Linked DNA regions of Callithrix jacchus: region 2 is linked to region 1. The links are chromatin contacts, called in public Hi-C maps. All regions are on one chromosome and are shown on one strand. The core of a region is the stretch at or near the end of the contact, and the rest is flanking DNA. Distances in the headings are between cores, read along the strand shown. Region 1 has its middle 34 kb from the start of ETV4. Region 2 holds the start of MEOX1 (mesenchyme homeobox 1).

Evidence for each region. Hi-C and Micro-C count contacts between places; a contact is called where the count stands out from the background.
Region 2: a Hi-C map of induced pluripotent stem cells shows a contact between it and region 1, with 5 times the contacts expected there. The contact joins the promoter of MEOX1 here to the enhancer-like site in region 1. A contact is called at or near these places in 3 of 3 Hi-C or Micro-C datasets (induced pluripotent stem cells and skeletal muscle).

The regions. Positions count from the first base shown.
Region 1 is chr5:70,453,098-70,455,940 of calJac240_pri, reverse strand. No RefSeq gene overlaps it. Among named protein-coding and RNA genes, the nearest start is that of ETV4, 34 kb to the right of the region's middle. Within about 2 kb of position 1,445, at least 3 of the 16 cell types and tissues checked have an H3K27ac peak or open chromatin away from gene starts, as enhancers often do.
Region 2 is chr5:70,538,566-70,541,408 of calJac240_pri, reverse strand. It overlaps MEOX1 (mesenchyme homeobox 1), which reads left to right and starts at 1,479. Exons shown (of 4, transcript XM_035299666.3): 1 at 1,479-1,530; 2 at 1,991-2,318. The coding sequence starts at 2,195.

The sequences.
Region 1 (2,843 bases), core at 196-2,695:
CCAAAGGAAGACTGGAGTTAATTACTAGTAATGGACTGATGTTAATTTCTCAGTTTTGAGAAAAGCACCAGAGTTTCGTAATATGTTACCATGAGGGGAAACTGGGTAAAGGGTATTTGAGAACTGCGTGCTATCATTGCAGTCTTTCTGTAAGTCTAACATTATTCTAAAATGTAAAGTTCATTTTATTTATTTATTTATTTTGAGACGGAGTTTCGCTCTTGTTACCCAGGCTGGAGTGCAATGGCAGGATCTCGGCTCACCGCAACCTCCGCCTCCTGGGTTCAAGTAATTCTCCTGCCTCAGCCTCCCAAGTAGCTGGGACTACAGGCGTGCACCACCATGCCCAGCCAATTTTTTGTGTTTTTAGTAGAGACGGGGTTTCACCATGTTGACCAGGATGGTCTCGATCTCTTGACCTCGTGATCCGCCTGCCTCAGCCTCCCAAAGTGCTGGGATTATAGGTGTGAGCCACCGCGCCTGGCAAGTTCATTTTAAAAAAAGAAAAGCAACAAAGCATGTGGCTGCTTCCGGCTTTCTGAATCTCCACTGCACCCTCACCACTCCCCAGAGGCACAAGGTCACCGTCCTCCCCAACGGGGTTTCCTGGGCAGCAACCACTAGGAAGCCCACAAAGACCACCTGGGGCCACAGGCAGGGTGTGTGGTCCTGGGCCAGTCTGAGCCAGACCCAACGCAAGGCAATCCGTCTGCAGAACCATAGACAATACAGACCTATGCTGTGGAATTCCAGATCATTCCAGATCTACAGGTCATTGGTTCATTCAATCAGTATTTATCAAAGTACAGAGCATGCGCCAAGCACCGTGCTAGGCTGTCTTGAGAATGGAAGTATGGGGAAAGAGGGGTGAGGTCCAAAGATGCATACCCAGAGAAGGAGAATCTCCTCCCTTAAGGAAGCAGTGAGGGGAACAGATGAGCTCCTCACACACAAAGGACTGGAGAAGAGGGACAGACACGAAGACTGCCAGAGGTGATCAGGGAAGGCTTCACGGAGGAGGTGGTATCAGCACCAGCAACTGTAGCCCAGTTGCTCCCTGTGACCCAAAGATGGCCACACCTGATCCCCTGGCTCAGGCAGCTGGAAAGAGGAGCTGAGAAAAAGGAGAGCCGTGCTCTCAGCAAACCTCAAGTGCTGTAAGCATCATAAAATCATCATCATTATCATCACCCTCAGACGCCGATGGCCCAGTGGGAGGCCAGGGCCCCCGAAGAGAGCCCAGATAAGGGGCAAACAGGCCTGGAAGAGGCAATTGCCTAGGGCAGTGGGGGGTGGGGGGCTGCTTCCCCATACCTGCAGCTAGCGGGGCCACGAGGGCAGGGGCGTGTTGACACAGCTGGGAAGAAAGGCTTTGTCCCTGCCTCATTAATCACTTCAGCACAGGAGCTCCGAGGGAGGGGACGCCCTAGGGGCACTGGGTTAGCTCTCAAGAGGGGCCCCTCAGAGGCAGAGAGAGGGGTCCTGGCCTTAGGCCCAGGAGCCAGGGGAAGGTCTGAAGAGGGCAGGATGGCGTGCAAGGAGGCCGCCCAGGCCTTAGGGCCCCTCGGACCAGGGATTTCCCAGCCAGGATGTTTGTCACAGAGGATCAGTCCTCCCGCCCAGAGCCTAAAGCACTTCCAGCAGGCAGCCTGCAGATGGTAACCCCCTAACAAGAAGGTCCCAGGAGGGGCATATATTTTTCCCTTTCTCATTTGGCCAAGCCAATGTCAGCTGCTCGCCATGCGGTTCCTGACCCTCCCTAAACCCTGCCCAGGGTGTGTGTGTGTGTGCAAAAGGTCACCAGCCTTTGCTGAGAACTGAGAGAAGGTCCATCTGTGAGAAGACTTGGCTGTGAATGCAGCAAGGGAGAGGATGGGGAAGCTGTGGAATTGTTTACACTTCTATTATTTATTATCCACACCACAAACACTTACGGAACACCTACTATGTGTCTGGCACTGTTCTATTGACTGGGAGCAGAGAGAACATAGAACAGAGAGAAGGTCTGCTTTCCTGGAGCTCTCCTGGAGGGGGCAGCAGAGAATGGGAAAATCTTCCGTTCATCAGAGTGGTCAGGAAAGCCAACACCCTTCCGGCCAACTGAGCCCAGACCCAGTTTCCAGAACCGCCCTCCCTGGCATCCTCTTCCTCCCTCCCAGCCCTCACTGAGGCCCCTCCTGAATCTGAACCTGGAGGCCCTAAGGTGGGCTGGCACCTGGAGGGCATAAAGAACCTCCCAGGAGCCCCTGTGTGTGATGAAAGAAGCCAGTTCCAGCAGCAGTCCAGTTTCATTGTAAACCCTCTAAGCTATCGGGTGGCCGGGTGGCTGAGGGTCTCCTCTGCCTGGGGAGTGAGGGGCTCTCTGCCTCTCCCTTAGTTGCTTCCTCCCTCCCTCCCACATTCTTTTTCATTCTCTCTCCTCCTTTCTTCCTTCCCCTCCTCCGCCCCAGCCTCTGTTCTCTCTGACCCCCTCCCCTTCTTCCTGTCTTGCATTTTCCTGCCCAGGAATCAGACCCCAGACAGTACCTAGGAAGTCTGCGGCCTTGCCTAATACAACCCTAATAGTCCTCAGGGAGGCGCGATAATGACATCCTCCTTAAATAAAAGGACTTAATGGAGATTTCCCAAATTTGAAAACCACATTTCCACTAGCAACCCATTCAGCAAGCGACTGCTCTGGAAAGGAACTCGTGGGAAGCTGCAGTGGGGAGGGGGTGAAGTTGCAGGAGGGGAGGAATTTGTGCGAAGAAAGTTCTATTCATAGGGGACTTTCTGTGGCAGCACAGAGAAGCTGGCGGAGGACATGGATCACAAAGGTGTGCCATCTCCCTCCTCACCCTATC
Region 2 (2,843 bases), core at 230-2,729, 85 kb before region 1:
GTCTGGTTGGCAGCTATGACTCCATCCCCTCTACTGGTCTACAACACCCTGACCGCTTGTTCCAGAAGAGAGTATGTCTTGTCATATGAACGTCCCTCCTCATCTTTTACAGCTGTTCTTGCTCCCGGGATGTGTATCTGACTGGAGTTTCTGGATTAAAGACAAGTCTCGGCTTTATTTCACATCCCTGGGTGCCTTTCCGCTCTTCCTAGGGGCATCTTCTGCACCTACTCCCCCAGGGCCCCATCTCCACGCCGCAGAGCTAAGACCCAGGGGCCCCTCCTCAGGGAGCCCCTGTTGTCTTTGGAAGCAGCCAGCAGAGATGCTGCTGTGAGGTCCATGCCTGGTTCTGCCCCCATCCTGCTGCTCTGGACCACGTACATCACCCGTGGGAAGGAGTTCTGGGCCCTGGGTGTTAGGAATGTCATCCTCCAAGAAATTGCATTAACCCTGTGAGAGACCAGCAGGGCACAGCCATGAGAAAAACTGATTGGGCATCGAGATGGCACTTGGGCTGGCTGCCCTGCGATGTGCACCAGCCCGGAGACCCACGTGCCTGCTTGCCAAAGAGGCACCTTTGGGGAACAAGGAGCCCCTGATTCCTATCTCCCAGCCCCAGATTCCTCAGAAGCCTCTGCCTCTGGAGGTTGAGAAAGGGAAACAGGTGGGTGGAGGTGAAGGGGGCAGGGAGCAGGTGGGAGGAGACTCGAAGAAACTTCATGGACCTTATTTAAGAATCTTGCCACTGCCATGAAGAAAAATGACTTGAAATCTCTCTAGAGAAGAGTGTGGCTAATTGGCATGTAAGTTGGAGGTTAAAGAGCGGAAGGAAGAATCTGATTGTTTTTTTAAGTTACTGAGAAAGTGAGAATGCCACTCTGGGCAGAGAGAAATTCTTTTTTTTTTTCTAGCCTTTCTTTATTCTAGAGACCATAGTGGGCCGCTGAGACTTGCAAAAAAGATTTCTTTTAATCTACCTTCCTTTTTCGCAGGCAGAAGGGCGTTTAAACCAAACGCATTCACCAAGCTTCCTCTTGCACTTATTCCTCGCTTTGCTCCCTGGAATTTGGCATTTGATGGATTCTGGATCTGACTTAAGGCTTTTTCTAAATCCAAGACTTGGGGAATTTCGTTAACAGTGCAATAAAAATAACTTCATAATGTTATGGGAGGGACATTAAAGACGGGGCGTGTGTGTATATGTGTGTGTGTGTGTGCGCGCGCGCGCGTGTGCACGCTACTCTCTTTCCTTAAAATAAAAAAAAATACAATGTTTCTTTAAAAGTCTCCATCTGCAAATCCCATTAGATGTGCATATAAGGTTTCTGATGATTAATAGTTGCCTGCTAGCGTTTTGGTTGGAGGGGATCTTTGTGTGCGGGTTAACCCCTCCCTCTCCTCTCTCACATTTCACTTCAGAAATTTGTCACTCTCTCCCCACCGCAGGATTTAAAAGTGTGTCCCAGCAGCCCTGGTCCGGCCCTCTGCAGGCATTTGCTCCGGGCTCCAGGACAAGCTCCTCATCAGCTGGTGCGTCTGGGTTGGGACAGTGAAAATGTTTAGTGTCATTGGCGACAAATACACGTACAGGGGACCCCAGTAGGCAGGCTGGTGCATCGGAGGGGCAGGAGGAAGCCCGACATAGGTGTGTGCACACGCATAGGAGTATCTGGCCACATGTGTGTGTCCTTTAAAGAGAGACTTTGGTTTAGGTTTTTGTTTTCGGTCCTGGGGTAAATTTTCTGCTAAACATTTTTCCCTATTTTTTTCTTTTGCATTTAAAAAAAACTGAACGTAAAAAGTATAGAGTCAAATCTTTGAAAGGACTGAGGCGTGCCGCGGACAGCAGATGGATCCCGTGGCCAGCAGCTGCATGAGGAGCCTCCAGCCCCCAGCCCCTGTCTGGGGCTGCCTTCGAAACCCCCACTCAGAAGGCAATGGGGCCTCAGGGCTACCCCACTACCCGCCAACCCCGTTCTCCTTCCACCAGAAACCAGACTTCCCAGCGACAGCGACGGCAGCATACCCCGACTTCTCGGCCTCCTGCCTGGCGGCCACCCCACACAGCCTGCCCCAGGAGGAGCACATCTTCACTGAGCAGCACCCCGCTTTCCCACAGTCCCCCAACTGGCACTTCCCTGTCTCAGAGGCCCGGCGCAGGCCCAACTCAAGCCCGGCAGGGGGTTCCAAGGAAATGGGGACCAGCAGCCTGGGCCTGGTGGACACCACAGGAGGCCCAGGCGAGGACTATGGGGTGCTTGGGAGCACTGCCAATGAGACAGAGAAGAAGTCATCCAGGCGGAGAAAGGAGAGTTCAGGTAGGTGGCTCAGGAGCTGCTGATCGTTCCTTTACTGTGTGACCTTGGGGAGATTACTCACCCTCTCTGTGCCTAGGTGCTCTCACCATGAATTTCTGTCTAGCCTATCTAAATGCAGGAGACTAGTGGTTTCTTTCACTGAGAGTTCTAGGATTCTCTGGTGATGGGGACAGTGTCTGTGTCCCAGCACTCCTGGGCCCCAGAAAACATGTCCCAGCAAGACAATGAAAAAGGATCAGCAAGGATTTGGAGGACATGTGAAATGGATCCTCTGGATGCAGACTGATGGGACTGGTGAGGGGCTTTCCTGAATCAGGCTGCTGTTGAGTCATATTCCTCCCCACCACGCTCTGGCCAGCCCCAAGTGGTCCTAGAGCCACAGGCCTCACTTACCAAGGAAGTCAGCTGAGACTGAGGCTCTGGGAGCTAAGACTGAAGCTGGGACCCTGGGTGGCCACCCAAAGCCAGGACTCTATGTGTCCAGGAGCCTAGAGGCAGAGAAGTAGGCCTGGGATTGGGATGGGA